Linked DNA regions of Mus musculus: all the other regions are linked to region 1. The links are chromatin contacts, called in public HiChIP or PLAC-seq and promoter capture Hi-C maps. All regions are on one chromosome and are shown on one strand. The core of a region is the stretch at or near the end of the contact, and the rest is flanking DNA. Distances in the headings are between cores, read along the strand shown. Region 1 holds the start of Fbxo21 (F-box protein 21). Region 2 holds the start of Taok3 (TAO kinase 3). Region 3 overlaps Taok3 (TAO kinase 3). Region 4 holds the start of Pebp1 (phosphatidylethanolamine binding protein 1). Region 5 holds the start of Ksr2 (kinase suppressor of ras 2).

Evidence for each region. Promoter capture Hi-C pulls out the DNA fragments that hold promoters and counts their contacts. HiChIP or PLAC-seq counts read pairs in DNA pulled down with a chosen protein or histone mark.
Region 2: a contact with region 1 is called in a promoter capture Hi-C map of neural stem cells. The contact joins the promoter of Taok3 here to the promoter of Fbxo21 in region 1. A contact is called at or near these places in 4 of 39 promoter capture datasets (cranial neural crest, hippocampal neurons, neural stem cells and 1 more), 1 of 15 datasets of contacts at CTCF or cohesin (large pre-B cells), 2 of 484 Hi-C or Micro-C datasets (B cells and uterus), 8 of 115 datasets of contacts at active chromatin or transcription factors (the SCID.adh cell line, embryonic forebrain, embryonic midbrain and 4 more) and 1 of 9 other capture datasets (embryonic stem cells).
Region 3: a promoter capture Hi-C map of the HPC-7 cell line shows a contact between it and region 1, with 4 times the contacts expected there. The contact joins the enhancer-like site here to the promoter of Fbxo21 in region 1. A contact is called at or near these places in 6 of 39 promoter capture datasets (3T3-L1-derived adipocytes, the HPC-7 cell line, embryonic stem cells and 3 more) and 2 of 9 other capture datasets (embryonic stem cells and liver).
Region 4: a contact with region 1 is called in a promoter capture Hi-C map of neural stem cells. The contact joins the promoter of Pebp1 here to the promoter of Fbxo21 in region 1. A contact is called at or near these places in 11 of 39 promoter capture datasets (the 3T3-L1 cell line, the HPC-7 cell line, cranial neural crest and 6 more), 1 of 484 Hi-C or Micro-C datasets (LSK cells), 2 of 115 datasets of contacts at active chromatin or transcription factors (astrocytes and memory CD8 T cells) and 1 of 9 other capture datasets (pancreatic islet).
Region 5: an H3K4me3 HiChIP or PLAC-seq map of embryonic forebrain shows a contact between it and region 1, with 4 times the contacts expected there. The contact joins the promoter of Ksr2 here to the promoter of Fbxo21 in region 1. A contact is called at or near these places in 6 of 39 promoter capture datasets (the 3T3-L1 cell line, cranial neural crest, liver and 2 more) and 5 of 115 datasets of contacts at active chromatin or transcription factors (astrocytes, craniofacial prominence, embryonic forebrain and 2 more).

What each region holds. Positions count from the first base shown.
Region 1 is chr5:117,974,685-117,979,524 of GRCm38.p6, reverse strand. It overlaps Fbxo21 (F-box protein 21), which reads right to left and starts at 2,755. Exons shown (of 12, transcript NM_001346588.1): 1 at 2,486-2,755; 2 at 1,532-1,667. The coding sequence starts at 2,724.
Region 2 is chr5:117,117,216-117,122,055 of GRCm38.p6, reverse strand. It overlaps Taok3 (TAO kinase 3), which reads right to left and starts at 1,927. Exons shown (of 21, transcript NM_001199685.1): 1 at 1,717-1,927.
Region 3 is chr5:117,157,750-117,162,589 of GRCm38.p6, reverse strand. The region is part of intron 1 of Taok3 (TAO kinase 3); the gene reads right to left. Among named protein-coding and RNA genes, the nearest start is that of Taok3, 40 kb to the right of the region's middle. Within about 2 kb of position 2,984, at least 212 of the 459 cell types and tissues checked have an H3K27ac peak or open chromatin away from gene starts, as enhancers often do. A contact at or near this core is called in 3T3-L1-derived adipocytes, the HPC-7 cell line and liver, where this site is marked.
Region 4 is chr5:117,285,152-117,289,991 of GRCm38.p6, reverse strand. Pebp1 (phosphatidylethanolamine binding protein 1) reads left to right here and starts at 2,428. Exons shown (of 4, transcript NM_018858.2): 1 at 2,428-2,583; 2 at 3,748-3,857; 3 at 4,171-4,271. The coding sequence starts at 2,449.
Region 5 is chr5:117,411,709-117,416,548 of GRCm38.p6, reverse strand. Ksr2 (kinase suppressor of ras 2) reads right to left here and starts at 2,547. Exons shown (of 20, transcript NM_001312914.1): 1 at 1,541-2,547. The coding sequence starts at 1,720. Gm52829 (a long non-coding RNA gene) reads right to left here. Exons shown (of 3, transcript XR_003955989.1): 3 at 3,362-3,507.

The DNA.
Region 1 (4,840 bases), core at 1,506-4,005:
CACAGTCCGAGTTTCCGAGCCTGCTAAGGAGATAGATGTGTGTTAAGTGGATGGTATGTGTGTAGAAGTGGTGGTCCATTAAGACTCTTGGGTTAACATCCTGGGATTTTTCCCAGTTTCCCTTTTGAAAGCAGCCAGTGTTTCAGGTTGATTTGTGTGCACATGGAGAAAACAAGAAAACCAGTGTGCTGAGCCAAATTGATCACCCATCTATGCATCCACCTCTAACTGTGCCCCTGCTGCGTTCAAAGTCCACCACACGTTCTAATTAAGTAAGCAGTGACACAGGGAAGGGGGGGGAGTAGAGTTCACCGATCCATCATTATTAGAGAAAAGCACACACAACCACAGGTGGATCCCAGGGAGAGCCTGTGAACCAGTGGCTTGTGACTAACTGTATCCCACATGCCCCGCATCAAAACACCTGTGTGTGCGCACATTTAAGCCAGGACTGAACACTTGTAGTTACTGACTGGCAGGGGCACTGTTCCAGACTGAACCAAACCTTGGTTCATTCTGCCGTTAACAAGCATTTCTATAAACAAATTGGGGGGTGTCTATTTGTAGTTCCCATTGGGGACTGAGTTAAAAATGTGTTCAAAGTTCAGATCTGCTCTTTCAAAACTTGAAACGCCTTGAAAACGCTGCTCATAAACTCCTTTAACAGCAGAGTGGGAAATCAGAACTAACCTTCAGAAAATAACCTTCACCAACCTAGAAGAACTAAACAAGCACTGTCAGCTACACTGGTCGGCTCACAATCTGCAGGGACTGGAAATACGAGAGGGGACAATTCCCTAGCCCTACAAAAAGTAGTGAATGGAACGGACACCGATTTCCATGGGACATTTCTGGACAAGGGAGAAAAACAACGACTAACTCCGAACCTGAAAAGAAACACACATCTCAGCCCTTACAGAAAAGCGACACACGACTCGAGCCAGGCTTGAGGCTGCCTCCTGGGAATCGCAGTCCTCAGGAGGCTGGACGGGAGTTCAAGGCCAGCCTGGGCCGCATAGTGAACCTCCTCTCTCGGAACAAAGAGCCACAGTGATAAACAGAAATGCTCAATGGCTAGGAGCAGCTACGGCAGCTTTTAACCTTGGTTCCTTAAAAAGGCAGTTCCCTGCACGGCATGCACTTCTGCAGCCTCCCTGGGAAACAGGCACCAAGAGGTTGACAGTGCATAAAGCGCCTAACAGTCTCAAAGAGTAAGGCTTCTCTGGACCTAGTGGACACCGCCCTGTGTCCCTTTCCGCTCCTCAACACCCCACTCCCTCTGGCTTTAAAAAAAGTAGGGCTAGCAGGGACAAATGGCTCCGTGTTGTTGGACGGGAGGAGAGGGGACACAATGACTCTTATAAGCATGCAAGCAAAGGGCTGTGTGAGCAGTGAAAAGGGAAATAGGAACAAGAGCTGAAAAGCTATGGCAGGCACACACGAACGAGCGCGTGCGCGCACGAACACACATACACACACACACACACACACACACACACACACACAGAGCATGACCAAGCCTGATGCTTACGTGCTCTGAAAAGAACCGCTTGGAGAAGGAAGCTACAATCTTCCGGGCTTCTAACCCAGCTTTCTGCCGAACTTTATATTCCTCTAACCAATTGACGTAGTCGGTGGGGCTGTAGTGCTTCATCAGGGAGGGCCACCTATAAGGGGGGGGGGGGGAGAGAAAACACCCTTTCTCAGCTCCGCAGAGACTGCAAAAAACCACGGAGGAGTCTGCGGGCAAGGGGGGGGGGGTGGACTTGGCAGAGGCTCTAGTTGCAATAATCATAGCGTATGCAATGCATTCCCTCACTACTCAGATGCAGTGACCTTGGCGTGGCGACACGAAAGGCAGCGTTTCTACCACCAGTAGCCGCCGCCCCCCCTCCGCCCCCCAATCTCTGCGCTGGCCACAATCACAGTGATGCTAACGGTTCTCGTGGATGGCGCGCCTCCCTCAGCATCAGGCCCTGCAAACCCGGGCCTCATCTTATTTGATTCCCCATAATGGGAAAAAAAAAAAAAGGAGGGGGGGTCTCATCACCGACCAGGAGACCCAGGCTCTGGAGAAGGGAGGTGGACCGACATCACCCCCTCCACCCCCAAGGTCACGAGCTGGACTGGCAGGTCCGATGCCGGCATCCTAAGGAGCTAGCCAGGAATGCACGCACCGCTGCTTTGCCTGCACGTCAACATCCTGCAGCGGCCACAAAAGATGCGCCTCCTCCTGCAGCCGGGAGGCGCGTGAAGGCCGCAGCCCCCCGGGGCGGAGCGCTCCGGAGGCCCCGGCCTCGGGCGGCTGCCGCGACCCCATCGGAGCTCCGGAGGGGGCCCCCCGGGCTGCAGGCAGGCCTTTGTCTGCGGCCGCGGGAAGAGGGCGGCGCGCGGCCCGGAGGCCCGGAGGGTGGCGGGGTGGGGCCCCACGCGAGGCCCGGCGCCGAGGGGCTCTGCGGGTCCCGGGAACGGGATGCTCGCTCACCTCACCCGGAACTGCTCCTTCCACACCTGCCCGCTGCTCTGGCACACCTCGCGCAGGCGGCGGCAGGTGCTGGACACGCGGCCGATGTCCAGCGCCGTGAGCGAGCCGCTGCACAGGATGTACTCCAGCACCTCGCCCGGCAGCTGCACCAGGCAGCTGGGGCCCGTCGCCTCAGCCGCGGCCTCCTCGGCCAGCGCCGGCACCACCTCCATAGCGCTGTCCCCCGCTACCGACGCCATCTTGTCCGCGTACCTGAGGGGGCCGCTGTGCGGGCGGGCGCGCGCGCGATAGGAGCCTAAGAAGCCGTACCACGCCCTCAGGGGGAGTGGCTGGGAACGCCCCGCCCACGCCAGGGGGTCCCGCCCACTCCGCTTGGAGGACTGGGAAGAGCCAGAGGCGAGAGCTGGCTGCTGCTGCAGAGATAAATGGTCCTTTCGCGTCCTGATTCTCCCAGGGGCATTTTTAAAAATGATAGCTGGGTGCTCGTCTTCGGCAGCGCAGATACTAAAACTGGAACGATGCAGAGATTTGCATGGATGCTGCGCCTAGGATGACACGCAAATTCGGGGAGGCGGTGGCACCTTTGATCTCCGCATTTAGGAGGTGGAAGTAGGCAGATCTCAGAGTTCGAGGCTAGCCTCAGCTATAGAGCGAGTTCCATGACAGCCAGAGATACACAGAGAAACCCTGTCTCGAAAATAAATATATCGAGGTTGCCCGGGCAGTGGTGGCGCACGCCTTTAATCCCAGCACTTGGGAGGCAGAAGCAGGTGGGTTTCCAAGTTCGAGGCCAGCCTGGTCTACAGAGTGAGTTTCAGGACAGCCAGGGCTACACAGAGAAACCCTGTCTCGAAAAACAAAACAAAACAAAACAAAATTGCCCTTTGGCCTTCACCTTCTCGATGGGACATGAGTCCACATAGACAATAACTAAAAGTTAAAAATGACTATGGTGGCTTACTTCCTAATTCCCAGCTCTCAGGAGACCGAGGCACGCAGATCAAAAGTTGGGCTATCTATATTAAGATCCGATCTCAAAAGCAATTTGAGACAGAGTCTGATGTAGTCCACTCTGGTCTTGAATTATGTATTGGAGAAGGACCTTGAGTTTCTGGCCCCCCTGCCTTTACCTCCCATAGCTTGTATTAAAGGCATACACCACCAAGATGTACTTCAGAGGTGGTAGTGCGGGGGTGAAACCCAGGGCTTGGTGCCGGTTAGCCATGCACTTTACAGCCATGCCATAGTCCCAAAATTAAGCTGTTGAAAATGGCTATCTTATACCAAGCACTTCCTGGAAGTGATTTGGCCTTCTCCACGGGTGACTCACTCTCCACTGGGTACTGAGGCAAGCATACTATTTGTTTTTGGGGACCCCTATTTCTAGCTCTATGATGGTGTGGAGAATAGTAGTAACCCCTGAATCTATGTCCTGATTTGAAGCAGGTCGAAGTATCGTGGGGAGCTCTCCTCTGTGTGACTGGGCTCCTTCAAGCCGCTGATCCCTTTGACTCTGCCTCCCAAAATGCTGAGTGTGATTTTAGAGGTGTTCATGGTGTCTGCTTTTAATTGTCTTCCACTCAACAATCCTTCATGATTTGGGGGACATATATGCCCTCTCTGGCAATACAACAATTACCATATGCTCTGGCTGTCCTGAAACTCACTTGGTAGACCAGGCTGGTCTCGAACTCAGAAATCCACCTGCCTCTGCCTCCCAAGTGCTGGGATTAAAGGCATTCGCCACCACCGCCCGGCTGCTTTATTTTCTTAATGCATGTGTGTGCACATGTGTGTATATGTGTGTGTATGTGTGTGTAAATGAGAGCACGTATGCCTGCATGTGTGTGCATATGTGTGTGCGTGTGATTGAAGGTCAGAGGAGAATCTCGCTTGGGTCTCATCTTTAGATGAGCTTTTATTTACATTTTAATTTATTTTGTGTGCTCACGTGACCAAGCCAGCTCAGTCCGTCAACAGGTTCTCCAGCGAAGGAGTGAGGATTAAAAAGAAAAAGGACAGACAACATTGTAGCATGACCCCAGCCAGTTCTGAGGCTGAGGTGGGTTTATTTTTTTCCCAATCTGCTTTTATACCATTCTAATTCCATGCAAGTAACAAGGTCAAGCAGTACAATAAACACAAATAGTCAAGGAACAAGCACTGTCCTTGCTTTAATCCCAGCACTTGGGAGACAGAGGCAGGCGGATTTCTGAGTTTGAAGCCAGTCTGGTCTACCGAGTGAGTTCCAGGACAGCCAGGGCTACACAGAGAAACCCTGTCTCCGCCCCCCACCCCCATCCCCAAAGGCAATAAACAAAGTCCTGTGATCACTCCTTTGACCACTGTTTTTCT
Region 2 (4,840 bases), core at 678-3,177, 860 kb after region 1:
CAAGTATAAAGTTGATGATCAAACAAGTGTATTGGGGGAGCACCCAGAGGGGGTTGGGGCCATGTCAGTATATGCTGGCACTGGGGTCAAGGTCTTTTCACTTGCATCAGAGTAGAAGGCTAGCCTGCCCCTGCCCCCTTCTTTTGCCTCAGCTCTGTTGGGGCCTTGAGAGAGACCTACAGTGTCTGCTTTGAATACACATGTCTGGCCCTTCAGCTTGCCTAGAAAGCACCATTCATTTACTGGCCCCAGCAACTGTTTTGAAAGATTGAGGGTGACCTTCCAACCGTGTCTAACACATCAAAGTTAAACAGCCCTAACTACAAACCTGCTCTGGTTCTCCTATGTGTGCATTGTAAACACTGATAGAGCCGGGCTGCCAAATGGGAAAAAGTTTCTTAACTCTTTGTGGAGCGGAAATAAAAAGCCTAAACTGAAACAAACAAACAAACACAATCCGGTGCTTTAAGAGCATTAAAATTAACATCCTAATTAATTCAAGGCTCTTCTAAATTATCCCTCCCTCCAACTACTTGGGGGCCGGTGAATGGGGAGCAAACCCCTCTAGTTTTGCCCCAGATGTGTCATCAAGGAACCTCGAGGTCGAACTTTAGGGAAGAGTTGGGAAGCCAGCCTGCTGTTTAGAAGAAAGAGGTGAGACGCTGGTCTAATCTCTACAAATCGTCTAGCTAGCCCTTGGCCAGCCCTTAGGATCTATGTCTTTCACTCCCGGGCCCATCACATGATCCCCCTTCCAGCATCCCGGAACTCAACCCTCAGGGGGAGACCTCGGGTTCTTTGCAGTGGAGCAGCATCGGTGTCGTCCAGGTGTCAGCATTGCTGCTGTGCCCACTCAATGCCACCCGGGCTCAGGCTGCCGGTGTTTTTCCCTAGGTGCCTGGCTGTGAGGCCAGAAAAACCATGTTCACGCTGCGCAAGCTCTTCTCTGGTACTTCACTCACCGGCTCTCCTTGGACTCTCAGTGCTGTCTGTCCCTACTCTGGGTCCCTCAGCCCACACCCTTTTGGGGACCCCTCCCTTCACTCGGCTGCCCTAAGCCTTCCTGAGGTCCTCTTTACACTCATCGCAAGAGCATAGTTTCAGAACTACTGCCCTCGCCTCCCCAAAAGTCTCCTTTGCTTATTTTCCTGTCTCGGTCTCTCTAGGGTCCCCTTCTTTCATCCCGCTGCCTGAGTTCTCTCAAGTCAACCTGCTCAGTCTGCAGTCCCAATCCCTCTGAGTGTCCCTCCCTGGGTCCCGTCTGCTTTTCCCACCGGCCCATCAGGGGCGGATCTCCTCGCTCACTCACTCCGTCGTCGCAAGTCCCTCCGGGGTTCTTTCGCTTATCCCACGGCCAGAGTCCCTCTTCAAGTCGCCTCGTTAATCCCATTGCCCTGTCCTGTCTTGGGGTCCCCTTGCTCTCCCGCGGTATTTCTCGGTCCCCTCCTCATCCTGATGTCCCCATCTCTCTCCGGGTCCCCTCGCTCACACGCAGTCCCTCTCAGAGTTCACTCCTCACCCCTGTCCCCATCCTGGTCCTCTCACTCTTCGCGATCCCTCTCGGGGTCCGCTCCTCACTCTCCGTCCCGGTCCTTCCCAGTCCCCCCCCCCCCTCTCCCCGGCGCACTGGCAGAACCGCTAACAACTCCGCTCCCGGGATGCTCGCGGCCGCTGCGCCGAGGACTCGGGATGTCACTCGGGTGCCCGCGCTCTCACCTCAGCGCTGTCACCCGCGGCCCCGGCGCCGCCGCCTCCTCTCACTCGTGCCCAGAGTCGCTCTCGTGCTGGGTCTTCGCGTGCTGGGTCCCCACGCGCAGCCTCCGCCCGCGAGTCCCCGTCGCGCCCCACTCTCCACGCAGGACCCTAGCTGCCGCCGCTGCTGCTGTCCGAGGTGCGGCTCCGCCAGGGGTGACCAATCGCACCCGACTGCGCAGAGCGCGCCCCGCCCCCACTCGACCCCGCCCTCGACTCCGCCCACAGCCATGCTTTGATAGGTTCTCTACTGACCTTCCCTGATCGCCGCTCTCGGGGTCCAGGCCGTATATAGGCGCTCGATTGACCTTGCCTGGGAAGTCCGAGCGGTCGATGGATCCAGGGGATTGGCGGAGCTGGTGGTGGGCGGGTCCAGGTGGGCGGGGCTTTCCCAAACGCGGAAGCTCTCTTAACTTGGGTTAGCTATGGCCCCTTCGGGCGCGGTCAGCTCTGTTTGTGCTGCGCCAGGGTCAAAGTTCTTGGCTCTCTTTCCCCACGCCTTGTCTTGTCTTGTCGGACCACCGTGGATAAGATCGTGGGGCCAGTCGGATCTTTCTCTGGACCTTTCACAGCTCCTGGCCATCCTTAAGGGATGCTTTCCTCCTGGGGCTTGTAAATTATTTTCCAGCTCTCAGGAAGGGGAATGCGTTTTCTTGCTTTGCGTTCAGTGACCCTACGTTTACTGCTGGAGAGAGGGGGAAAAAATCTGTGGACCCAGCTAAATGCTTACTTACCAGGGTCTGGGCACATTTTAAAATGAGTGCGATGTGAATACCAGTACTCTGTAGGCAGAAGCTGGAAGATCGCCTCAAGTTTGAACCCAGCCTGGGGTATCTAGCTAGATCTTTTCTCAGAAGCTAAGAAAGAAAGAAAGGAAGAAAGAAGAAAGAAAGAAAGAAAGAAAGAAAGAAAGAAAGAAAGAAAGGAAGGAAAAAGAGGAAAGAAAGAAAGAAAGAAAGAAAGGAAGGACGAAAAGAAAAGAGAGGAAAGAAAGAAAGAAAAGTGAAAAAAGAAATACACATTTTGTGAGTTTTGATTACCACAGTTAATGGAGGAGTTGGGGTAGGGGGACCCCGTTGGCTTTGGCAAAATTCCAGCAAGCGTATCTAACTAAATCTTTCAGGGCCACGGGCTTTAATGAACCAAAGGCGGAAGGTTGATTGAGCTTTGACCCCCCAAGTGCAACCTGCAATAACCTGCCTGGCTCCATCCTAAGCCACGCGGAAACATAGTGCCTGCCAGAGGTTAAAGTGCACCAGGACCTGTCTCATGTTTTTTGTGTGGAAATAGCTGTGTTGTTTTCAGTTGATGGTGGAAGCTCAAAGCAGTTTTTCTGCAGGGACACATTTTCACCCTAAGCCTTATCAGACGTGGACACTCAACTCCTGGTCAACGCTCTACTACAAAAAAATATTTAGTTTCTATTTATCTGAGATTGGGTCTCACCTAGGATGGCTTACTGGCCTAGAACTCTCAGTGTGGACAGGTTGGCCTTGGGCTCATAGGGATCTGCCTTCCCCTGCCTCTGGCTGCAATGAAAGGTGGGTCCCAACACGCTGGCCTTTTTTTTTTTTTTTTAAAGTACTGGATATTGATCCTAGAGATTCAAACATGTCAAAAAACTGATCGCTCACTCGCTCTCTCTCTGGTATTTCCCCAGCAAAATTTACATCCTAAACATTGCATATCAAACTTCATCTGGGTAGTCTGACTGAATATACTATTTGGGAGAAGTGGTGGAGAATTTTAAGGGGTGAAACTTGATTTTGAAGGTTTTACAAACAATGATAAAATTTGGTTGAGCTAAAAGTCAGGAGGGATTCTTAAAAAGTTCATTTCCCTCCTCACTAAGTAGCACTTAGTAGGGCTGCTCCTTGGGCCAGCTCTGCAATTTTCATGGAAGATAAGGGACAAATTGTCGTCATCCAACCATTTGTGTCTCTGTAATCCATGTAAAACAGAAACGCATGAAGACTAACACTGGCTGTCTGTAATCAGGGAGACAGAAATAAAAGTTAAACACAAAACAAGATTACACACAGTTTAGTAACAAACCCAACTGTCATTTGTTTCATTGTATCAATGGATTCTGAGTTCAAAAAATGATGCCTGTTAATTTGTTGCTTCTTTAATAGTATTGGGAGCTGCGATCCCACAGTGTGCTGGATTACAAATAGTCTACATGTGTTCCAACAGTTTACACACACACACACACACACACACACACACACACACACACACACACAGAGAGAGAGAGAGAGAGAGAGAGAGAGAGAGAGAGAGAGAGAGAGAGAGAACAAGCACACGCAGGAAGCTGACCTCATCCTCTGGAGAAGAGACAGCTCCGAGAACCTCTGCTGAGGCTGGGCTTGAAGAAGGACTCTTGTCGAGAAGGGGCTTCAGATCCCGAGCTGCTGGAAAAGCCGTCCCAGCTTTGCATTCTGGACATTCTTGCATTTCTGCAGAGAGGAACTCTTTCTTACAAAGAGAGCCAAGATTTAATTAAAACAAGGTAGCAAATAGGAAATGTCAAAAGAAATGCGACCCAGAACGAATGTTCTCATTTTTAGAAGTCTCTCTGGGGGCCCATTTGGAAATGCATTTGATCACAGAGGCTGTGAGAAACAGAATACTGTCCCCGGGTTCCACCCCGCTTTCTGCTGTGTTCCCATCTGCCGGGCCTTAATGCTTGTTCTGTTTTCTGCAGATCTGAGTTAACTGAATAGGGTTCCTCTGGACACATCTTCTCTGTCTCTCCAATTAGGGAGTGAAGCTAGGGTCTCCAGCATGCCGAACAAGTGCCCTACCCAGCCACAGGCATACATGGCCCATCCTTTTTAATTTTGCTTTCAAACAAGGTCTCATTAAACTGGCTGGCCTTGAACTCATTGTGAAATCCAGGCAAGCCTTGATGTTGCTCTGTCCTCTTGCATTTGTCTTTCTGAGCACCTGGGATTATTGTTGTGAGCCACTAGGCAGAGACCATAGGTTTTTGCTGCTGCTGCTACTGCTTCTGCTTCTCCTCCTCCTCCTTCTTCTTCTTCTTTTTGTTTTTTGTTTTTCGAGACAGGGTTTCTCGGTGTAACCC
Region 3 (4,840 bases), core at 1,735-4,234, 820 kb after region 1:
AATAAGTTGTTTCCCGTTGTTTTAGCCACACAAAAAGGAACCCTCTTGTTGATAGCCTTAAGTCCTAGCTTAAGTGTAGCTTTGAACCCTTCCCTCAGGGACCATGAAGGACAGGGGAAAACCGATTCCACGAGGGCATGAGTAATTACAGGAAGGACACGGTGGCAGCTCTTTGCAGTGGGGGTGTGTAAAAATCCAACAAAACACAAATAGGAAAACAATGATGGGTGGAGAAGACTTCAGAAACAAGGGCAGAGGACAGCGGCATCAGACAGTGCTGTCCACTGATTTCTTTATTGCGATTAACTATACGAGACAGGATCTCACAGCGAGGCTAGCAGGCGATGGCGATACTGGAAGCCACAACAGGAATGAAATGTGACCTGGAAGTCAAGAGAGCTGACTTCCAAGAGAAGGATTTACTACTAATAATAAAGGAAAAAGACAAATCCACACTGCAATGAGTTAATTCTGCAGGGAAGTGGAACAAAGAACTGGGAACCCTGAAAGGGGCTCAGGGACTTGAGTATACGAACTCTGAAGAAAACGAGGCAGAAGACACTGAGCAAAGTTAAAAACAAACAAACAAACAAACACCCTTAGAGGAAATTATAGACTTGAAAGATGGTCATATTAACCGCCAATATTCTTGAAGAAGATAGTGAAAACATATTAAAAAGATAAAATTAAAGCAATTCTAGAAATAAGAAAGAAGATGAAACTATAGTTTGAAAGGACCACAGTATCCCGGGTGAAATTATCATGGAATTAAATACTGAGAAGTATCCTAAATTACCAAGTTACACATCCTAAAAATAAACTCTTTAATACCAAGACAAAAAGACTCAAAGGCAAGTTTGGGATATTTACATCTGAAAGACTAGCCCAATGTCTTTTAAAAAATTAATATTTTTCATTAATACTTGAATCTACTGGTTCAAAGTTATTATTTATCATCAAAATATGCTTTCATGAGTATTATTATTTCACCATTTGCTCAAGATGCTTTAAATAAAAATTATTGCTAAAGACAAATCAAGCAGATGAGATGAAAAAGACCCAAGCAAGGCCTAGTATCATTAAGTCCTGGAAAGTGAGAGAAGAGAGCTGGAGAGATGGCTCAGCACTTAACAGCACTGGCTGAGCTTCTGGAGGACCTGGGTTCAATTCCCAGAACCCACATGTGGGCTCACAACCACCTGCGAGTCCAGTTCCAGGGGATCTGATGCCCTCTTCTGGCCTCCATTATATACATATCACCCGGGATACTGTGGTCCTTTCAAACTATAGCTTCACCTTCTTTCTTATTTCTAGAACTATTTTAATTTTATCTTTTTAATATATTTTCACTATCTTCTTCAAGAATACTGATGGTTAATATGACCATCTTTCATGTCTATAATTTCCTCTAAGGGTGTTTGTTTGTTTTTAATTTTGTTATGTGTATATATGTATATAGAAAATTTAAAGCTTTTTTAAGAAATGCAGTACTTTAACTCAACATCTACAGCATGGAAGCTATGGAAGCGGTCTGGGGATGCAGCTCAGCGGTAAAAGCCCAGTAGACCGGAAGCTCTAGAGTCAATCCCCACTAGCAGCACTCTCCAGAGAAGCTTGTGAGGAAATACAGTTAAATTCTGTAACAATACGGCTCTCAAGACTCAGCACTGTGGGCTGGAGCTCAGTATAGCGTGTGCCCGGCACAGACAGGGTCCTTGTTCAGTCCTTAATACTTCAAAACGAGGGGCAGAGAAAGAAGGAAAAGAGGGCTTGGAAGAAACGGCACAGCTGTGTCATGGCTTTTGGAGTGCAAAGGTCACATAAACTGTTTCTGTAATCTACGACCAGCCTTGCCTCGTGCAACTACAACAAAGTAAGGTATTGTTCTTGGGTTGGTGGAACACATAGTGAGGGAACGATTTCTCAGAATGACGCATGTGTTAAGGGTTTATGGTTAGCTAGGCACAGTGATTCGTGTCTGTAGTTCCGGCACCTGGGAGGCAGAAGCAGAAGATCAGGGACTTCAAGGCCAGCCTCAGCAGGTTGAGGCCTTGGCGCATGAGAAAGACACTAAGGTGTATGGTTTGATAGCGTTAGTTTTCTTTCTTTTTCCCTGTTGCTGCGATTAAAAAAAAAAAAAAAAAAAAAAAGCTTTGGCAGGAGCTGCTTAATGGAGAAAGGGTTTGTGTTAGCTCTCAGTTTCAGGTCACAGTTCTTCTTGGGGGCTGGAGGGAGGTCGAGGCAGTGGGAGCTTGGGGCAGCTGGCCACAGATGTTTGCAGTCGGAGGACAGTGATACACGGTGCACACGGCTTTCTTCTGCCTGCAGTGCACGTGTGTCTCCCACACACAGTGCACAGGTCTTCCCACCTCAGTGAACACAGCCAAGGTGATCCCCCACATAGATGCCCAGAGACCCACCTCCTGGGTGATCCTAGATCCTGTCAAGTCAACAATCAGCAGTGACCATCAAGGAACCCAATTCAACAAGTGCTACAACCCACACAGTTTATAATCAAATTACTCAGTTTCTCATTCTGGTGTGACTTGCAAATGCAGAAATGAAACAGAAGCTTCAGGGGCTAATTGTCCCAGACACCACTGAGTTAGCCTGGGAGGTTTTTTTTTCCCCTTGTCTCTCACGGCTTGTGTCACAAGCCTGCACGCTCCACTTTATTTTGAGCTGTGGAGTAACGCTGCCTATCTCCACAGGGGGCCTGTAGTATCACCACCTCACACAACAAGCCTGAGGTGTGACCTTCTGAGGCTCTGCCCTGCTAGCCCTGCATTAAATCTGCAGGGAACTTGAAGCCTGGATGTGTGTGGTGGGGAGGGAGGGAGGGAGGCTGTCCCTAAAGAAGGGAAAAGATGCTGAAAACAGGAAAACAGTGGAAAAGAGCAAAGATAAATGTGACCCTACACACTGTAGGGTCAGGGGTGTAGCTCAGTCAGGAAAATGACTGCTTTAACACGCATGAAGGGGTTTTCTCGTCAGCACCACATAAACGGGAAGTGGCCGTACAGCTCTGTAATCCCAGCAGTTGGGAGGTACAGGCAGGAGGACCGGGAGATCAAGGTTAAGGGTACACAGTGAGTTCCAGGCTGGTAAGGCTATAAGAGACTCCATCAGGAGAAAGAGAGTAGGGCTTTGAAACCCATGAACGGGATCAGAGATGATGCGGCTGGTAAAGGCACTCGTTAGCAAACCTGATGACCTGGGTTTGTCTTGAGGAAGACAGGCTGGAGGGAGAGAACAGATCCCTGCAAGTTGTCCTCTGTCCGCCACAGGCGTGCCATGGCCCCCACTCCCCACCTACACTAAATAAACAGCAAAAGCAAACAAGCCATCAGATAAAACTCACATATAAATTAAACTTACTTTTAGATTTAGTTATTTTATGCGTATGGGTGTTTTCCCTGTCTGTGTGCTGTGTGCATGTCTGGTGCCCACAGAGGCCAGAAGAGGGCTCCAGATCTTCCAGGACTGGGGTCCCAGATGGTTGTGAGGCGCTATGTAGGTGGTAGGAATCTGACCTGGGCCCTTGGCATACTAGTTGGTGCTCTTACCCACTGAGCCAGCTCTGCAGCCTCCTGCCTGTAAACTAGGAGGGAGGGTGAGGCACTGCAGAGGGAAAGGGGAGGGAGGCCGCCCCACAGGGTTTCACTTCCAGGCTTGGGTCAACAGCAACTGCTTTGCTGGGCTGAAGGAAACCCTTCCACGGCTGAGTTGACAGGACAGGAATGACTCTACAGCCCAGTCATCTGGGGCTGGGATTTAGGGAAATGAAAACCAAAACTCTAGATGAAAGTGGCCAGATCACACAGCGAGCGAGCAAGCCAGCGAGCGGGCAACTGGACAGAGTTAAAGACACTCTGTTGGGTGACTCAGCCCGGGGGTATTTACCCAGGCTGCCCTCCCAGTCATCTCTGCCCTTTCACAGAGCATTTGCCAAAACCTTCCTGTTGCTAGGCCTTGCTCCTCAAATGAGTCAGCCAGGGGTTGGACCCACAACCAGGCTCAGAAGGAAGTTCTAGGCTCTTCCAAGGCTGAAATTTGCAAATTACCCAGCTGTGACATTTGAATTTCTAGCACCTAGACACACACACACACACACACACACACACACACACACACACACATATTTTGTATCTGTCACTCTGAGCATGTTTCATTCACAAGTCTGTGTCATGTAGGAAATCTAGGTTATTGTCCAAAGGGCTTATTAAATCAAATGCAAAATCAGTGCCCCCCCCCACCTTTTTTTTTTTTTTTTGCATTTAAAGAAATCCTTTAAGCCTGCAGGCTACTGGTATAGCCCTTACCTCCTGTCACAGTTAGCTTCAGCTGTCAACTTGACATAAACCTAGAGTCACCTGGGATGAGGAAGCCTCAAGTACAGAACTGCCTCCATCAGACTGGACTATGGGCATGTCTGTATGGCATTTTCTTGATTGCTAATTGATGTAGGGATGTAGGAAGACACAGCTCTTTATAGGTCGAGCCACCTCTCTACAGTGGGCTCAGGCCAGACCAGAAAGCTACCTGAGCAAGGCAGGAGGCAGCCTTCCCAAGCTCCCTGCCTTGCCTTGCTTAGATGATAGGCTGCGACCTAGGAGAAACTCAGTGTTTTACTCCCCTGGATTGCTTGTGGTCACGACGGTGTTAATCACAGTCGTGGAGGATAAACATGGACTTCTCGTTAGCTACATGAGAACCTGGATTCGGTCCCCAGCTCTGCAGAAGATAAAATAACAATCTTTACAAAGTGCTGTGCAGATAGACACCTGCAATTAAAACACAGCCAATCAAGAAACAACTAAAAAAAAAAACAAAAACAAAA
Region 4 (4,840 bases), core at 1,179-3,678, 690 kb after region 1:
GCTCTTAACCACTGAGCCATCTCTCCAGCCCTGGCTGTCCATTTTCAATGCACATTTTTATTTTTGTTTTTATCTTTTTGGGTTTTTTTTTTTTTCTTTTGAAAGATAGCATCTCACTGTGTAACTCTGGCTAGCCTGGAACTTGGCCAGGCTGGCCTTGAAAAGCCACAGAGAGAAAATGGCTTGCTTCTGCCTCCCAAAGGTTGGGATTAAAGGCTCATGTCACCATGCCCAGCTCATATGCAATTTTGAGAAGTTTGTTTTTTTTTTTTTTTTTTTAAAGATTTATTATTTATTATATGTAAGTACACTGTAGCTGTCTTCAGACACTCCAGAAGAGGGAGTCAGATCTTGTTGCGGATGGTTGTGAGCCACCATGTGGTTGCTGGGATTTGAACTCCGGACCTTTGGAAGAGCAGTCGGGTGCTCTTACCTGCTGAGCCATCTCACCAGCCCTGTTTTTGTTTTTTAAGATTTATTTATTTATTATATGTGAGTACACTGTAGCTGTCTTCAGACACTCCAGAAGATGGCGCCAGATCTTGTTACAGATGGTTGTGAGACACCATGTGGTTGCCGGGAATTGAACTCAGGACCTTCGGAAGAGCAGTCTGTGCTCTTAAACGCTGAGCCATCTCTCCAGCCCCGAGTTTTGTTTTTTTTTTAAAATTTATTTATTATTATACATAAGTACGCTGTAGTTGTCTTCAGATGCACCAGAAGAGGTCGTCAGATCTCATCATGGGCGGTTGAACTCAGGACCTTTAGAAGAGCAATCAGTGCTCTTACCTGCTGAGCCATCTCAGCAGCCCCCAGTATTTTTGTTTTAGTCAGATTCTCAACCCTGTAACAAATACCTGGGAAAACAAAGTTATAGAGGTTCGAAGTTTGAAACACTTAGGCCCATGTTCTTGGTGGCTAGGGGAGGGGAATCCCAAAATTAGGGACCTGGGGAGGAATCCCACCCTTTAGAATACTCAACAGGTGGGGAACTTCGGCTATTGATTGACAGGGGTACTTTCTGGATGGAGTCCATTTGATCCATGAGATGTAGATCTGAGTGGGTTTCCTGGAGCTTACAAGAGTCCTGAGGTCCATCCCTGGCACCACGTGGTACAACAGAAGGAGACGTGGACTCTCACATTTTTTCTCTGACCTCTATACTTGGACCTGTTGCAGGCATGTCCAGTATCTTCCCCCAACCCCCCACATATAATTAATAAATAAGTGAAAAAAATCAGTGAGAGCTGGGTGTGGTGGCACAGGTCTTTAACCCCTGCACTCAGGATGCAGAGGCAGACAGAGCTCTGAGTTGGAGACCAGCCTGGTCAACAGAGCGAATTCCAGGACAGCCAAGCCTACAGAGAAACCCTGTCTCAACAATAACAATAACAACAACACCCCAAACCAGCAAACAAACAAATCCGGGATCATATCGTCCCTGAAGGGTAGAGTATTCTATTAGCTACCACACTGTAAAAACCTAGTTTCATACATTTCTGACTACTTCCAGTCTTGGGAGGCTGCTGGTATCTAACTGCAAAGTTGGCGATGGCCGGTCCAGCTTTGCTTACCCTCAGTCTGGTCCTGTCAATCACACTTTCAATATCTCTTTCAGGACCCCTAGGATGATCTGGGAACCCCCCAGGAGATACCCACATTCTGAAGCTAACGACTGGCAACCTGAATTCCACTTTGTCTTGTAAAGTCACACTGTCTGTAAAAGGTCTTGTTCCAGCCCTTCAGGATCTCAGCAGTTGCTACTTGAAGGCACCGTGAAGATGGGGCTTGTAGTCTATCAACATTCACTCTTAGGAGGCAGAGTTGTCATTGAAGCCTCAACCAAGATCCAGCCATTCCTCTCAACCATGTGCGTGCAATTCTGCCCAAATTTACAGGCACAACATTTGGAAGGTTAAATGATGAGAGTTTCCGGTGTGGGCATTTAGGCGGCGATGGAAGGCCATCATCTGTGCAGAACTTGCAGAACTGCTGCTATGGAGTCACCTGCACTCCGCGGTTAAGCCCAACCAACACACTGATTGATTCCCGGGAGGTTGAATTTCGTTGGCATTTAAAGAACTTTTAAAACAACAACAAAAGATAACGCAGGGAAGAAACCTGGCTCGTTTGAAGAAGTGCTAGGGAGAAAGCATGGCCTTATCTCCGGGAACTGCGAAATGGGGCAGAGAGTCCTTCAAATGCAAAGGAGAAGCCGCAACATTAATCTGCACCACAGCCATGCACGCACTGGCCTGCAGGCACAACCCGCGAAGTTTCGCAGTGACCCTGGCGCTCGGACCGCCCAGCTCCGGCTCAGCCAATCAGAGAGCGAAGGGGCGTGACCCGACCTGCGGTTGGTCCCGGGGCGGCAGTCAACTGCGCAAGCGCTTTACGTTAACAGCGCTCGGGACTCGGCGTGCGCGTGCCTTCCAACTCTCCATCGCCATGGCCGCCGACATCAGCCAGTGGGCCGGGCCCTTGTGCTTGCAGGAGGTGGACGAGCCGCCCCAGCACGCCCTGCGGGTCGACTACGCCGGGGTGACGGTGGACGAGCTGGGCAAAGTGCTAACGCCCACCCAGGTACGGTGTGGGCCCGCCGCCGGGGAGACCGGGGGACAGCGGGGCGGAGCAGGCCTCGAGCTCAGCCTTTGTATACCGGACGGGAGCGTCACCCGACAGCCGAAAGCCTCTTCTGTAACCTTCTAATGTCCCGAGCTTGCAATCACCTCCTCAGGGAGCAGCCCGCACTTTATTAATGATTCCGGGGCCAGCGCTTTCTCATTAACCTGTGTTGCTCCTGGGGGTGGCGGTGGGGGTGGGATGCTGACGCTCAAGAGCGGTTCCAAGCTCAGAGAAACTGGGTCTAACCGTTCTCTTTATATATTTAGAGCGCAGGGTTTGAGATGGTGACTTGGAAGGTTTCCATTCGGAGCCCTGGCCGGTCTCCCTTGTCCCAAACTTTGTACGTGTCCTTGGCCGCTCTCGTTTTCCGAGGGCGGATTACTCCTCAGCTGGCCCCAAGCGGACCGTTGGCCACCATATTTAAAGGCGTTAGGTAGCTCGGGACCCTCAGTGAGGTTGTGGAGGAGGACCCGTTGCCACCGTCGGACTTCCTTGTCTCACCACTTTCTGTTAATAACGTGGGCAAGTGTTTGTCGAGGCTGGCTTGGTGTGTGTGTTACATGTAGGGTCTCACTCAGTTGTGGCCCTGGCGGGCCTTGAACTCACAGAGATCTGCCTGCTTCTGCCTCTCCAGTGCTGGGATTAAAGGCGTGCACCACATCTGGTTTTGTTTTGTTTAATTAAAATTTTTTTTTAGACTCCTGGCTCTTTAAGATTGGTTTTGTGTTTTTAATTATGTGCGAGTGTGTGGCTGTGTGTGTGAGAGAGCAGGGAGCTGTGGAGGTCAGAAGAGGCATCAGGTCCCCTGGAGCTGGAGTTGCACCCCCCCACCCCCCCCCCACAGGAGTGCCAGGAAATGTCTACCCTTTGCAAGAGTTCTTGGAACCCAGCATTCTCTCCAGCTCCAAGCTTCAGGCTTTTAGTAGCGGCCATACTTAGGAATTACCACTAATCTGCATGGGTGAAACTGCTATAAACTATTTTTTTTTTTGTCTCGGTAGTAAAAGAAAGGAATAAAAATAATAACCCTCATGTTTTACCTTTTGGGAATATAAGGTGGCAGAGTGTTGAGTTTTGAGAGCATTTCTAGATTTTTACCCCCACACTGGTTCCTTCCTACAGGTTATGAACAGGCCCAGCAGCATTTCATGGGACGGCCTTGATCCTGGGAAACTCTACACCCTGGTCCTCACAGACCCCGATGCTCCCAGCAGGAAGGATCCCAAATTCAGGCCAGTTGGGGAAAAGATGGGGAGAGGCTATCTATCATCCGGACACGGAAGTCCCTGCTGGACAGGGATGCGTGGACCTCCTGGGGTTACAGTCATTTTGTAGTGGTGGGGAGAAAGTCCTGGGCCTCGTGCAGCACAGGCTGAGACCCCCTGAGCCACAACCTCAGCCCCCCTCCCCCCGGAACAGGGTCTCTTGGTGTGAGGCCCTCATGCTTGCTTGTGGCTTCCCAGTGTATCATCTGCCTGTTATTGCCCAGCTTGAGAATGTCCTAGGTGTCTGGTGCTCACAGCCCCTCGTGTTCTGTCTCCGCAGGGAGTGGCACCACTTCCTGGTGGTCAACATGAAGGGTAATGACATTAGCAGTGGCACTGTCCTCTCAGATTATGTGGGCTCCGGGCCTCCCAGTGGCACAGGTAAGTAAAGGCTGTGTGTGTGTGTGTGGGGGGGGGGGATGGGGGGGAGAATGAGGCAGGGCGGGGGTGGCTACCACTGGGTTCTTTCCAAGCCTTACTGTAAGGACGGCAGAATCCTGCTTGTTTTTCCCCTCAGGCAAGTCTTTTCTGGGACAGTCAGCCTGTAGGATGTGGGTGCCAGAACTTTGGTTCTGATTGGGTAGGCCCTCTGTAGAACCACTTCTGGGACTCGGAGAGAGCTAGGTCTGTAAATGATTTGTGGTGGATTTGAAATATCAAAGCCAGGGCCTCATACTAGACAAGGTCTCTGTCGCCAGGCTGGCAAGTGTCCTGGGCACAGAGGGCAGGAAGGGCTGCAGGAGGCTTGCAGTGGGCTGCTGGGGGCTCTGTGGGCTCTCTGAGCCTCCTCTAATCTCTATGTAATCTCTGCTATGGGTGATCATGGAAGTTTCTGATCCTGTGAACAAGAAGCAAACACTTTTCATACTAGTGCCAAAGATTGCCTTTCATATCTCTTTATAACTCTCCCTTTCTCCCCAAAATGTGTCTGGGTACTTTGAAAAGACTTG
Region 5 (4,840 bases), core at 1,298-3,797, 560 kb after region 1:
GCAATGCCTGGGCCTCCCAACACCCTTCCCACATTCACATTTATCTTATTTCATCCCTGGGCTCATGTTCCCGCTTGACAGGTGAGCATAGATACATAGCCAAGGGCAGCAAGCGCCGTATTTAAACACACATACATACACACACACACACACACACACATACAAACTCCTCTTTCCAAACCATAGTCTCCTGCACCAATACAGACATCAGGTCAAACTTAAAACCATGGAGGAGAAACAAAAGGCCTGACAAATGAGTCCAAGAGGTGCATTCATACAGATGACCCCATCAGCCAGGACTGATGAAACACTTCAGGCTTCCGGAACTCACAAACCAAGCCAGAGGCCAACCGAAGCAGCCAGCTCCGGGATACATGGCCATACCAATGGGAAGCCTCCTTTGCTCTGGGCTCCACAGCCACCACTCTCTGGCAGATGCCAGCTAGTGGGAATTCCCAAATTAAATCATGCAATGTGGACAGCTGGGCCTTCGAGGGAAGGAGGTTGAAGGGGCTGCTTGAATCCCTCTGACATTTTGAACAAGGTAGGTTGCTGGAGGATTTCGGTACACCAGGTCTTTCACAAAACCCTGAAAGCATCCCCTAGAGGGGAAAATGGCCTTTGAAGGAAAACAGTTCCTTCCATTTCTTGGTGGTAACTTTGTAGCCATCCCTACCACCCTCTCTTAGCAAACTGCTCCCAACTCCCCTCAAGTTCTGCTGGAGAGAAGATGCTACAAATGAGCCAAACGAAACTCCCGTCTCCTGGACCCCTATCCTCCAAGTCTCACCAAGGCAGCCCAAGAGCATTTTCCCCACGCCACCTAGTGCAAGAACCACTCCAGGCAATCGTAACATTTACACATTTTGGGCCTGCAAAGACCCCACACATACACATACACACACACACACACACACACACACACATCAAACGATTGTTTTAGAAATGGGGATTTTTTTTTTTCTCACGCATCTGGTTTTCTAAGGCGTAGATTGGGGGAAGGGGGGGGTGAGACACAGAGCAAAAGGTTGAATTCATTTAAGCAGCCCCATCTAACCAGGCAAAACCACCTTTGACCACCTGCAGAACGCACAAGGTCACGTGGGTTCCCTGCAGCTCCTTAACATAGCACCCAGCACTCAAGCCCCCGTAAACAAATCTGAGAGAGAGAATGAGAATAATAATATAATAATAATAAATAATAACAACAATAATAACTCCCTCTTCCCACAAGAAAAGAATAATCATGGCAACAGCTACAACCCATAATAATAAATACGGAACAGCAATTATTACTGCTACCACCACCACCCGGCCGAGCACAGACAACAGCCGCACTGGGAAGGGAAGGGAGGGACAGCCGCGCTGGCTTTGCCAGGTGATAAATCATAGCGCATCATTCGTGCCCACCTGCTTTAGCCCCCCCCCCCCTTCCCAGGCCCTCCGTCAACACACAGAATCCCAAAGGGAAAGGGGACAGACTGGAGAAGGGGAAGGAATGGAAGGATTGCCCCCCACCCCCACCCCAGGCAACACCTACCTCCAGGGTCCTGATCTCCTTCTGCGTGAGGTCGTTGGAAGCTGCACACTTGGTCCTAAGCCCTTCCAGATTGGAGATGCTCAGGTCGATCATGTTCTGAACCAACTCGCACTGCTGCAAGGCTTTTTGCAAACTCAGAGGTTGCTGCTCTTCGCTTTTCGTCATGTTTTCCTCATCCATCGCTTGCTCTGCAACCCCCCCTTCCCCTCCTCCTCCTCCACCTCCTCCCAGAAAGAAAAAAAGGGGGAGGGAAGGAGTAGAGGTAGAGGGAGTCCACCCCCACCCCCCCTACGCCTCCCCAACCTCTGCGACTTCTCAGCGGTGTCTCCTGAAGAAACCCAACATCTCACACAAGCTTGAGGGGAGTGGGGGGTGGAGGAGGGGACAAGAGCCAAAATTTATTATTATTTGGGGCGGGGGAGAGTATCAGGCAGTCTGCATTAGAATGTCCCTTGTCTCCTCTCTCCTCTCTCTTTCTCTGTGTCTCTGGTCCCTAAAAAGGGAGAGATGCCCGTTTGTCAGAAGCCAACCAGGTGGTAGGGTGCAGTCTGTACACTTAGAGAGGAGGAGGAGAAAGAGGAGGAGAAAGAGGAGGAGGAGGAGGAGGAAGGGGAGGAGGAGAAGTGGAAGGAGGAGGCAGAGGGAAATAGAGCTCACGCTTCGCACACCGGCTCCGTGAAGGGCGGAATTATATGTATATAAATCTATTTGGCCGGGCTGGCTTTTATGTCAAAAAGGAGCGCGCCTGCCCCCCTCCTGGTCGCGGTGACACGGCATGGTCCGCGGGTCCCCGCGCTCAGCGCGCTCTCGGGATGCTGTGCGCACGGCTGGCGCGGCTGCGGCGCCCACTGCGGCTGGCTGCGGTCTGCTCCCCGCGACAACGCTGCTGCTGCTGCTCCTGCTGCTGCTGTTGCCACTGTCGCCGTTGCTGCTGTTGCCGCCGCCGGGCTCCAGGGGGGACGGCTGCTGAAATCGCTCCTGCCTCGCTCCACACCGACATCTTGCCTGTCAATCACTGGGCGGGGTGGGGAGCGGAGCGGAGCGAGGGATGCAGCGCCGAGAGGCGCCGTGCGCGCAGCCGGTCCCCGGGTCCCCGCACTCTGGGCGCGCCTGGGACCCGCTGGCGGCAGGCGGCGCGTGCACCTGCCCGCCGGGCCACCCTCCAGCCGGGGAGGCGGGGTCCCTTGGGACTGAGGGGCTTGCGTGCGGAGCGCAGCCGCTACGATGCCGTGGGGGTGAAGAGGGGGGCCGGGCTGGTCCCCAAGGTGGCGGGGAGGCCCGGCCCGGGGGCGGGGAGAGGTACTCGGTGGCCTGGGTGGGGGTGGGGGCCACTACGCCAGCCCGGATCTCGCGAGACGAGGCCGGAGCGCGGCTCAGCAGGTGCGCGGGGACCCGGGAGCAGGTGCGCGCCCAGCTCACAGGGTTCTGTGCAGCTCTCCTGGCTTGGCTGGTGGCTTCTTGTGGCTTTGGTGGGCTGGAGGGTGCGGGAAAACAACCTTGATGGCTTTCCCAGAGTTGGGACGAGTGGGAGGAGACAATTAGTTAGGCCTGATCTAGCAAAGGTCCATCTGCAGGGTGATAGGAGGCTTGGCTTTCTTTCTTGTCCCCCAAAGGACTCCTGCTACCCACCTTTGGCAGCCACCTAGGGTACCGGAGTAGAGTGCCCAGTACATTTTAAAGAAGTTGAGGGCGAGGAAGGATACTTTGTGACAAGAAAGGGGAATCCTGTAAGAAATTCAAATTTCACTTTGCAGCTAATAAAGTTATACCGAGCGCCTCTGTTACAGATACGCTTTTTATTAATTAATGGGCGACGGGCGGGGGTGGGGTGGGGTGGGGGTGGTTCACGTGCAGCCCAGCGTGCCCGCGAGGTTAGTGCTCAGATGGTGAAGTCAATTCTCTTCTTCTACCCTAGGCTCCAGGAATTGAACTTAGCTGTCCATCCTCACTGAGCCATTTCCACGAACCTATTATAAATTAATAAAAGACGGGGCCTTTCTTCTTAGCTGCATGTGATGACGCATGCTTTTAATTCTAGCACTATGGAGGCAGAGGCAGGTGGATCTCTGGGAGTTCGAGTCCAGCCTCCTGCTGGTTTATCTCTATAGCGAGTTCCAGGCTAGCCAGAGCTACATACGGTGAGCCCCACCTCAAAATTTAATTAATTAATTAATTAAATGAATGAATGAATAAAATAGTTATATTGTAGTAAGGTAGAAAAGAACTGAGATGACTTACCACCACCACCACCACCACCACCCAGAGAACTTTATAGAGAGAATAGCATCCATCGGGAAACACATGGGTAGCTGCAGAGGCTGCAATCTGCAATCTATCAACTATCACCCACTTGCAAATGGTGCCTGGCTACTTTTGGCCTGTTGAAAAGCCAATAGTTGTAGCAGAGATGGCATGGCTCGTGGCAGCTAAAATATTTACCATCTGGCTCATTCCAGGGAGCTATGCCAACTCCTGATTAAATCTATTCTCTATATGAACTTTGCCCAGACCGCACATCATCCTAATTCTCTCTGACTTTTTTTTTTTTCTTGACATTCAGGGTGAAGTCAAATACCATCTCATGGAGACCTCCCATGGATGACTGACAGATTGACATCCCTAACAAACTGTCTACAGGCTGTGTTTACAATAATGAGTAGCCTGGCATGGCATGTACCTGAAGTCCTAGCCGATTGGGAGGCTGAGGCAGGAGGATTGCTTGAGCAGAGAAATTTGAGGTCACAGTCTGGCAACATAGTAAAAATCCCTCATGGGAGAGAGAGGGAGGGAGAGAAGACACTTTGATCCCAGCACAGGAGGCAGAGGCAGTCAGATCTCTGAGTTCAAGCCCAGCCTGGTCTACAGTTTCAAGATAGCCAGAGCTACACAAAGAAACCCCTGTCTCAAAAGCCAGAGGGGGAGAAGGAAAGAAAAACAAAGCAAGGGAGAGAATGAGTGAGAGAAAGAGAATACCCCATCTTTGGCACTCCAATGGGCTAAGAGCAGTGTGAGACCCAGAATTCACATAGTGTTAAATCAGTGCATTCCCCATTTCTGTTGGCCTGTGTGTGACAGAGCACTTTACCTAGCATGCGCCAGCCCTGGGACCCACCTCCCACCCCACCCTGCACCTCACACACAAAACATACTCTATCCAGAATGAGGTCAGGCAACCAATTTTAAGCACCATGAAGTCTTCACAGTCCAGTTTGACTCCAATTGGTTCCAGTTAGTTCCGATTGAACATTGGTAGTCTCTGACTCCAGCACCTGTCCACCAGTAAGGCTCTTTCTAGCTGCT